3 separate regions of the Mus musculus genome follow, and all the other regions are linked to region 3. Evidence: chromatin contacts called from public HiChIP or PLAC-seq and promoter capture Hi-C data. All regions are on one chromosome and are shown on one strand. Each heading gives the region's core, a stretch centred on a gene start, on an enhancer-like site or on the middle of the called end of the contact. The rest is flanking DNA. Distances are from core to core; before and after follow the strand shown.

The links. Promoter capture Hi-C pulls out the DNA fragments that hold promoters and counts their contacts. HiChIP or PLAC-seq counts read pairs in DNA pulled down with a chosen protein or histone mark.
Region 1: a contact with region 3 is called in a FOXA1 HiChIP or PLAC-seq map of pancreatic cancer cells. The contact joins the promoter of Slc2a9 here to the promoter of Stx18 in region 3. A contact is called at or near these places in 1 of 39 promoter capture datasets (liver), 1 of 115 datasets of contacts at active chromatin or transcription factors (pancreatic cancer cells) and 3 of 9 other capture datasets (adipose tissue, macrophages and pancreatic islet).
Region 2: a contact with region 3 is called in a promoter capture Hi-C map of trophoblast stem cells, with 2.8 times the contacts expected there. The contact joins the enhancer-like site here to the promoter of Stx18 in region 3. A contact is called at or near these places in 9 of 39 promoter capture datasets (the 3T3-L1 cell line, cranial neural crest, embryonic stem cells and 5 more), 1 of 115 datasets of contacts at active chromatin or transcription factors (embryonic stem cells) and 1 of 9 other capture datasets (embryonic stem cells).

What each region holds. Positions count from the first base shown.
Region 1 is chr5:38,478,680-38,481,984 of GRCm38.p6, reverse strand. It overlaps Slc2a9 (solute carrier family 2 (facilitated glucose transporter), member 9), which reads left to right and starts at 1,679. Exons shown (of 12, transcript NM_001102414.1): 1 at 1,679-1,946. The coding sequence starts at 1,854.
Region 2 is chr5:37,767,335-37,770,472 of GRCm38.p6, reverse strand. All of the region lies in intron 2 of Gm40286 (a long non-coding RNA gene), which reads left to right. Among named protein-coding and RNA genes, the nearest start is that of Gm40286, 5.3 kb to the left of the region's middle. Within about 2 kb of position 1,537, at least 35 of the 459 cell types and tissues checked have an H3K27ac peak or open chromatin away from gene starts, as enhancers often do. A contact at or near this core is called in trophoblast stem cells, where this site is marked.
Region 3 is chr5:38,037,980-38,040,982 of GRCm38.p6, reverse strand. It overlaps Stx18 (syntaxin 18), which reads right to left and starts at 1,753. Exons shown (of 11, transcript NM_026959.3): 1 at 1,484-1,753. The coding sequence starts at 1,651.

The DNA of each region.
Region 1 (3,305 bases), core at 430-2,929, 440 kb before region 3:
TCAGTTCTCTTGGTCAATCTGTTCCTGGCAAAGAATAGAAGTGGAGAAACTAGCAACTCAAGGGATATCCATGAGTCTTTCCGGGGTTTCAAGAAATTTGAGCCCTATTTCTTCCTCCTATAGTTCTTTTCTGTTATTAACCACGGTAACTATCAACTATCATTGTGTGTGTGTGCTCATGCATGCATGTGTGCATGTGGGGTGTGTGTGTGTGTGTAAGAGAGAGAGACAGAGAGAGAGGCAGAGACAGAGGTCATCATCTCTCGTTCACCCGGGCAGCCCTCTAAGATTTGATTTACGATAGTCCGTCTGAAGAGGGACATCTGACCTTCAGGGATCCTGTCCTCAACAATAAGAAAGATAAGGGTGGGGTAGAAAACAAGTTGGTTCCCCAAGACAGCCACAGGGTGACACAGGGCCTTGGCACCCTCCCTGACAGAGTGCCCAGCTGTTCTTGCACGTGTGTGTTAACCACCTGTATCCTGGTGCTCTTGAACTTGTCCAGGGTGAACCCGGGAAGTTTTAAGTCGGATAGGGGTCACCTGATGCATCTCAGCAAGCTTTTACTAGCTGATGAGAACTGTTGCAGTGGAAAAGAAAACAGCACAGAGGGAAGCTGGGGAGCAGGTGAGGGAGAAAGGAGACCATGACTGTGAAGTCCTTGGTGTGAAGGAATGCGGCTATCCCCAACTTCTCTTCTGCAGATCCCTCCTGCACCTTAGGCCCCAGCCATGTAGGCTTTTTTTTTCCCTGTCACCAGCATCAGCTATCTGGCTATCTGTGCCTGCAGAAGGTGTCCCAGGGTGAGGAATGTCAGGCTGAGCAGTTACCTGGGCTCTGTGAATCCCTGGCATTGAACCGAGGCTGGTCTTTCTCGCCCAGGGTGGTCCCTGCTTACCCTGGACAGCATTGTCTCCTTCCATTACCATGGACAGCATTGTCTCATCTGGGCTGGATGCCTTCACGTGCATGTGACAATCATGTCCCCAGAAGTTTCCTTTCTCACCTTCTTTATCTCCACATGTCCTTTCCAGACACAGCTTCTCAGAGTCTTGTGTGGGGACTTGAACACTGCCCCTCACTCCCTACACATTCCTCATTGACCAAGCCTGCTTCTGTCCCCTCCCACCCTATCAGAACACATAATTTACGTAGCCTGCCTTGACCATGGCTCACTGAAAATACTTCTCTGACTGACATTGAAGCAAACTGACCACAGAGTAAATTAATTCTCAGGCTGTCCTGGGGCATACAAGGTCGTTGTCTCGTTACGCGTTACGCTTTTATTGAGCCAGTTAGGACCTGCAGAGAGGGCCACCGACATCGCTGCACGCTGCTCTGCCCATTTGCTCTTTGAGCAGCAGAACTGACTCTGCAGGACAATTAGAGAAAGATCAATATTTCATTTTGCCCCGACAGAATGGAAGCTCAGAGCACGGCCAAGACTTGCCCGTGGACACAGATAAGAGGAGGAGTCAGTGCTGGAACCCATCCAGCTTCTAAGGAGAAAGCCAACAACCTTTGGCCTTGATTCTTAGGAGGTTTCTCTGGGTTTGTGCCAGCTGCCCCATCCAGAGCTCTGGCCTTGTTAGAGAGAATCATAAATGGAGGGGGGGGGGGAGGGGAGCCAAACAAAACAAAACGAAACCAAAAAAAAACCATGACTTGGGCGTGACTCCGGGGAGCGAAGCTGTCTCAGTTGCTTGGGAGCAGGGGAGCAATGTCGCTCGCTTCCTGTTCAGGCATGATCACAGAGCCACGCTTCCTGCTCTGCCCTCCTTCCTGTGGACTCTGCCTCCTCGCTGCAGAGATGCCCTGGCAAGTCCAGGGTCCTGGAGCCAGGAAGAAAAAAGATGGATTCCAGGGAGCTTGCTTTAGCTTCCCTGATGTGTGACACCGGTGGCCCTGGGGAGCTCTCTGTGGGTCACCAGCAGAGGAGGACAAAGGTAAACACAGACCGGCTTCTGTCCTGTGGGGGGTGCAGGCCTGGGTAGCTGCTACTACCAGACAGAGCTCAGCCCCTGTCTGGCAGCTGTGGAGCATACCACCTGGAGCGGGAACGCTGGAGTTTGGAGTTTGAACTCTCTCTCTCTCTCTCTCTCTCTCTCTCTCTCTCTCTCTCTCTCTCTCTCTCTCTCTCTCTCCTTAGCCTTCACTCTCTACCACCTCTGCCATCCCATCAGGGCACTGAGAATGAGGCTCTGGTGGACAGCTCTCTCATGCTTGCTCAGAGCTGACTGCCTTTTCTTTCCTAGGGCAGGCAAACAGTAATACTCTTGATCATAGACTCCTCCTCTTATCTGTGTCCAGTGGGAAGAAGTGTGTGTGTGTGTGTGTGTGTGTGTGTGTGTGTGTGTGTGAGAGAGAGAGAGAGAGAGAGAGAGAGAGAGAGAGAGACAGAGAGACAGAGAGAGAGAGAGACAGAGAGAGAGAGACAGACAGACAGAGACAGACAGAGAGACAGAGACAGAGAGACAGAGAAGCAAGGAAACCCCTCCCCCCCCCCCCCGCCCCAGAAGAGGGGCTGAGGCAGGAGACAGCTTCTATATGCCATTCTCCCTTGCCGAGCAGGACCCTTCCAGATCTGATGGGAGTAGTCCACCCTTAATTAAGATGAGAGTTGAGAGCCATGGGGAGGTGGCAGGGTCTAGAAAAGAGGCTTAAGATAGCTGGCACTAGGCAGTTCCACCATGCCCCCAGCACGCAGGAACTGCACACTGCCTCGGCAGCAGGCTTGGCACCAGACACAGGAGACAAGCAACCTAGTCCCAGCCCTCAGGATAAGCCCCACCCCCTGGAACCTGACAGGGCACACATGCAGTGCCCGGCCCTCTTCTTCTCCTGCAAACCCCTTATGGTGTGGATTCTATTACCACCCTCATCTTAAAGATGAGGAAGCTGATCAAGGAGTGGCCATGTTACTGGTCAAAGCTTACACACTGTAGAAGCTGCAGTGTTAGGATCCAAAGTTGAATCAGAGATAAACATGAGAGATGGCAGGGAGTGGGGGGGTGGGGGGGGAGGAGCTGGGGGAGGCACATGGGTGGTGGCTTTCAGGAAGCTGTTCAGAGGAAGGGGCTTTGGCAATGGGTCTGAGGTAATGAGAAAACCTCTAGGACTTTGGGTGGGCAGGGTGGGGAGAGCTAAGCTTGTGTGTCTTGGCAGAGGCTGAACCAGAGGGAGGTAAAGAGAAATAAAAGAAGAGCTTTCTTTCTTTCTTTCTTTCTTTCTTTCTTTCTTTCTTTCTTTCTTTCTTTCTTTCTCTTCCTTCCTTTCTCTCTCTCTCTTTCTTTTTTCTTTCTTTC
Region 2 (3,138 bases), core at 288-2,787, 270 kb after region 3:
CTCATGTATTCTGACCATTACTGAGACAGATTGGGCCATAAATAGGCTAAATTCATACCTATCACTTATCTGAAACTCAAATTTAACTGGGAAACCCATGGATTTATTTGCTGTGTCTACTAGCTTCAGGGCTGTCCCCAGCAAAAGCAAAGGTTTGAAGTTCAAACCTATTCTAACCCTTGGAGGCTGGAGTTTCATCAGTCTTGAGCAGGTTGCCCCTTGAAGGAAGAGCTACGGTTCCTGGACCGTGTCCCCATCGTTTGTAAGGCCAATTCTTTTTCATGGATTCTCAGGAAACCAGCAATGGACCTTTCAGTTTGCTTAATTCTGTGCCTCCTGCTCTCCACAAGGAGTTAGTGCATTATTTCAAAAGACACATGTTCCTTTGTCTTATTTGGTGTCTAGAGATTCGCTGGGATCCTTGGTTCTCTTGTTTTCCCCATGCTGATCTGCTGACTCATCCTAGAACTCAATCCCCCACCCCACCCCCCTGGTTTTGTGAAGTCCTACCATTATGTGCCTGAGGATATGCATGTATTTATGTTTGTAAACCTGTCTGTAGATGCAGAGGTCAGAAGTCAACCTCAGGTATCGTTTCTCAGGATGCTGTTTTTTTTTTTTTTTTTTTTTTTTTTGAGACAGGTTCTCTCACTGTCCTGGACCCCACCAGTGTGGCAAGCTTAGTCAACTAGCGGGACCCAAGAACTTGCCTTTCTTCACTTCCCCAGCGCTGGCTATGAGGAATGTTTCAGGGCACCTAAGTGTGGTTGGTTCACTGCATCAGTGTTTCCCACCCCCAGGAAGTCATTAGAAATGCAAATGATAGGAAGTAATTTGTGTATCTGAAGTCCTCCAGGGCTCACAGGCAGCTCCAGTATGAGTATCTCTGGTTATGAGAATTCTGAGGCAGGAGAGTTTGGTTTTGGCTCCATCCCTTCAAAGGTAGTAGGGCCTGTGCATAGCATTTTCTTTTGTTCCGGTTCCTCTGTGAAGGCCCCTATAGATCAGAAGTTCCCTCCACAGTGCATCCTCTGTCCACAATGAAGGCAGTCGGTTGGGGTGATCTCTTGGGCATGATGCCTCCGAGTGGGGGCAGACTGCTAGGTAAAAAGGACCATAATGCTTTTGGTCCTGGCTCCACAGAGCCTATTTCTTGCCACCCAGTCTGTGGGTCTCCAGCCAAGAACAAAACGACACGTGCTGCCAGTTGGCCTTGGAAGGGAGGTGGCCCAATGCCAGGCACTGCTAATTGCTAATTTGCACTGAAACAGCAAACAAAGCCCCCGAGTGAATGCCCTGATTATTTGGCCAGTTCTCCCCCAGACTCCCTCAGTCACACCCCTGGGGCTGTTCCCTAAATCTGGAGCCATTCTCCCCAGGAATCTAGGAGGCCACTGGGGCCAGGATCTCTTCCCCAGCCCCCAGGAAAAAAAAAATCCTGCTTCTCTGCAGCTAATTGGCAGGGAGGAGGAGCTCGCTTGGACTGTACTGTTTATTTACTGTGTTTGTGCTTCCCCCTGAAGAGGAGTATATGATGCTGTTTCTCGGAAAGGCACAAAGCCCCAGAGAAACGGAAGGGTGGAGAAAAGTAAGGGATTTCCTAGTCTATAAGCCTCATTGATCTTATCTGATGGTGCCTCCCCAGCAGGTGAGAGACAGCTCGAATCTGAAAGCCTAGTTCCTAGAGGAAGCCTCACACCACCCCTGGAACTGCATCTTCCCCTACCATTCCTGTATCCTCCTGTATCTTCCTTCTTCCATAACTTCCATAACATAGCTCAGAGCTCAGCCCCTTCCACATTCCAGGGGAAGGAAACAGGCAGAGGGGACCTCAGGCCTTTAGCAAGTCTGCAACACTTACAGAAACTGGTTAAAGCATATGGGGTGGAGGTGTGCACAGGCAGCTATAGAAATCCAGAGGTTGGGGCAGAAGGCTCATCCCTTCAAGGCTAGTTGGCTGGTGTTGAGTGTGGCATGAATTTCATATATATCCATCCTTCAACGACCTATTTCCTGTCTCCATGTTGTCTCTTGCATCTTCCCCTGGCCTCTAGAATCGTTACCAGCTCCTGTGGTGACCCTTCAAGATTCCCCACTCTGTCTTCTTATCCAGCTATTTTTTCTGCAAGAAACCTGGCTCCAGGAGAAGAGCATTTCCTCAGTTTGTCAGCATCAATGGACACATCCATTTGAGTGGAAGAAAGCAAGGCCACACTGTCAAGTGGTTACATAACGCATCAACTTGGCCAATGATCACAATCGGGGCAGTGAGCAAGCTGGTCAGCTTCTTCTGCATATTCTAAACAGTACTTAAAGTATTTATTTTACTATCATATGATGGTTTAAAAAGTATTTATTTACTTCTTCAAAAAATGCAGATTTAGTTTATTTTATGATGAGTGTTTTGCTTCCTTGTGTACATCCACACTATGCGCATGAAATGCAGAGGCTTGAAGACGGTGTTAGGTTCTCTGGAATTGGATTTACAGATGGCTGTGAGCCAAAGCAGGGCATCCTGGGAACTGAACCTGCGTCTTCTGCAAGGATAGCCAGCACTGTTAACCATGGAGCCATCTCTCCAGCCCCTGTGTGATATTTAATATAGCCACATACATGTAATTATCAAGTCAGGGCAAGCACATCTGCACACTTAGACCTTTGTTTATATTCTCAAACATTTACCACTTCTTTGTGGTTGAAGTAAATTAAAAATACTTTGTTCTAGCCTTTTGGAAATATAAATCATGTGGTCTTTTTCTTTAGTCACCTTGCTGTATACTATAACATCAGAACATTTTTCTCCTAACTGTGGCATGGTACCCACTGACCAACTTCTCCATCCTTCTTCCTTCCGCTGTTCCCAGACTCTGCTAATTCCAGTCTCAACTTTGATGAGATCAACTTTATGAGATTCCCCACTCTGCTCTTCCCTCTCCTCCCAGTTCCTTTCCATCTCTAGACAACCACGGATCGACTTTCTGTCATTGCAGATCATGTTGCATCTTAGGGAACTTTGTGTAACTGGAGTCATATGGAATGCATTCATTTATGCCTGGCTTCCTTCCCTCAGCGTAATTACTGTGATTGTCATCTATGCTGGAGTGTTCATCAAGAGCCTCTTCTTTTTCATTCCCAAGC
Region 3 (3,003 bases), core at 504-3,003:
GCACGGCCAGCACGTGATGCCCTTCCTAGCCTTCTTGGCAATGAAACCAACTACTGTTCTTTTAGAATGGGTTTCTGACATCATTGTCCCATGAAGCCTTTCTCCCAGGTGGGATTAACCACTGTTTCCCTTGTGCCCTACAGAACACCAGCACGGCTCACGGCAGGGCGTTTGTTTATATTTGCATCTCCTCCACCACTGTAACTATAACTCAACAGTGGAACCCTATTACTCTAAAACAGTGCTGGTCAGAAAGTAAGTACTAGGTAGATGTTTACTGTTGGAGGGAGGGGCATTTATCTGGTTCATACAACCTCCTGTGCTTCAACATTATCTGTAAACAGCCATTCATTGACTTGTGCATATATATATGTGTGTGTGTGTGTGTGTGTAATATTTGAGTATTATCTAGTCTGAGGGCCCATGCCTTCAATCTCAGCACTTGGGAGACAGAAGCAGTCACCTTTCTGTAAGATCAAGGCCAGCCTTGTCTACATGGAAAGACCCTGCCTCAAAAAGAGAAATATCAAGCAATGGATTATGTGCCAAGCAGAGGTGAGTTTACTGGAAAACCAATGAAACTTAAAGTTTAGATCCCCCAGATTTGTACCTTTCAATGCTTTGGGCCATTGTGTGTGTGTGTGTGTGTGTGTCTTTAAAAAGACAGGCAGACTGTATATGACCCCCTGGTACTCCAAAAATAACATTTACCCTAGTGTCATAGACACAAAGGGATATAATGCAAACAATCTTTTTTTTTCCTGTTTAGTGGAATCAATAATTGTTCATTCGTTCAACCATTCATTCATTCAAAGAATACTTACTAAGCAATATTGTCAGTAGCACATACAGAAATACTGTCAACATGTTCCTACCCTTATGGAAAAGATTTCTATGTTGGGGACACAGAAGCCGGTTGTGTCCAGAGAACAGGAAGCAGTTTAGAGGACAGTTACAACACTAGTGTTGCTTAAGTGTTGCCGCTCTGAAGGGAAAAGCTTTTACCCTACACTGGTGATGTCCTAAACCAATCTCAGGAGGTACTGAGTCCTACCTATGCCTGGAGGCAAGGATCAAGGAGCGTTCAGCTGAGCGTGGATTTTATTAAACCCTACGAGCAAGAGGAGGTCCAAACAGATTCGTGGAAGGGCGAGGGGAGATAGTGGTGAGCTTTGCGACAGGAAGTGTCAGACTGTGGGAACTCTTGGCGAACTCACTGCCTCAGAAGGTTATAACCTGATTTCAAGGATATCCAAGCACCTCTAACTTACTTCCTTCAGTGCCCAGATATGCGTCCCTTCGTGAGAATAAACCTGTCGCCACCCTGAGCCAGCTGTTAGGTCGGTGAGACAGACTCTCTGTCTTGCTAGAGACTCCCTGTCTTCACCGAGAGCTAAAGAGATAGGCCCAGTTTGGGGTCCAGGGGCCGCGGAGCGTATGCGCCCCTAGCTCCCGCCCGCCGTTCCCATAGCAACCAGCTTACCACTTCACGGGCCCGGCTGGAGAAGTCTCCCTTGGGCCGAGGGCTTCTGCGGAACAGCTCGTCCCGGCTGCCATCGGCCCCGCCACCCACGGCCACTCCCAGAGCCTTATTCCGCGTCTTCACTGTCTTGACGCTAGCCCGGAAGAGCAGTGTGATGTCCACCGCCATAGCGACCCGCAACCCAGGGCCTGAAGCCGGCCAGGCACACGTCAGCAGCTAGCGACCCCGGCAAGAACTCGGTTGCTGAGGGACGTTCCGATTTCGCACTCCTCCGCCTGGGAACTGTGAGCATAGAAGAAAGGTTCCGCACTCCGCCCGTGTAACGCGGAGAGTGGAGAAAGGTTCCGGCTTTAACCCAGAGCCGGAATTCTCCGTTCCAGACAGCTACCCGCAGTGCATCGGCACCCCTTTCTCCTCTCTGCAAAACTCAGCGGGATCAGACGCTCGGAGATTTCCCAGTCTGGACTTCAGGAACGAAAGCATCGGGAAGCTAGAAAGATCGCTCCCCTTATGATTCTTTAGGAGACGGGCGGGCGGTTTGGTTGACAGGTGGGGAGTATCACACTTTTGACTTTTGTCATCAAGGGATCGCCTTGAGTAACAATGAACTATGACCATCTGAGTTGCAGGAGCTAGGAAAGGGTACGTGTACAGAGGTAGGGGCCAGAGACCTTTTTTCTTCAACCTTCAGCCAGTTCGGTAAAGTGAAGCCAGCGCCTTTCTTGGAATGCACAGAGAATTAAACAGAATGTGTGTATAAAACGTCCTCGTGCTGTTTAACTCTTAGTATACAGCTAGTAGATGTTGCCGTTGTTGATAATATGGTTGTCCTCAGTCGTTTTGTTTTGTTTTGTTTTGTTTTGTTTTGTTTTTCGAGACAGGGTTTCTCTGTGTAGCCTTGACTGTCCTGGAGCTCACTCAGTATACCAGGCTGGCCTCAAACTCAGAAATCCGCCTTCCCCTGCCTCCCAAGTGCTGGGATTAAAGGCACGCGCCACCATGCCCTCAGTCTTCTTACTTATAATGTAGAAGAGGCTTAGAGCAGAGATCCCTGAGCGGGGATGTGGAGAGCAGGAACTTATCAGAGCCAGACGAAAGTGAAGCATTCTGAACTTCATGATATCATGTTAGGTTCCTCCTCAATAAGCACTTTTGAAAAGCGCTCTCTTGAATCATAGTTATCAAAGAGAAAGAATGAAATGGAGAACAGAGTTACGTAATTTGACTAAAGTCAGCTAGTAAAATTTTTCTGAGCACTTGGTTCATGGTTCATTTTATTTTTGTGTGCACCTTTCATTAAAAATACAATTATGCCACTTTCTCTCCTTCCCTTTTCTCCCTCCAGCCTCCTCAAGTCCTCTCCCTCCAATTTCTTCCATGTCTCCCAACTCAATCTCAAGTTGATAGCTTCTTCTTCTTTAATTATTATTGTTGCATATATGTGTAAGTATCCATGGATATGCCAGCACAATCTGCTGAAACTGTTGTTATTGTGTATGTGTCTATGGCTTCAGGGATAA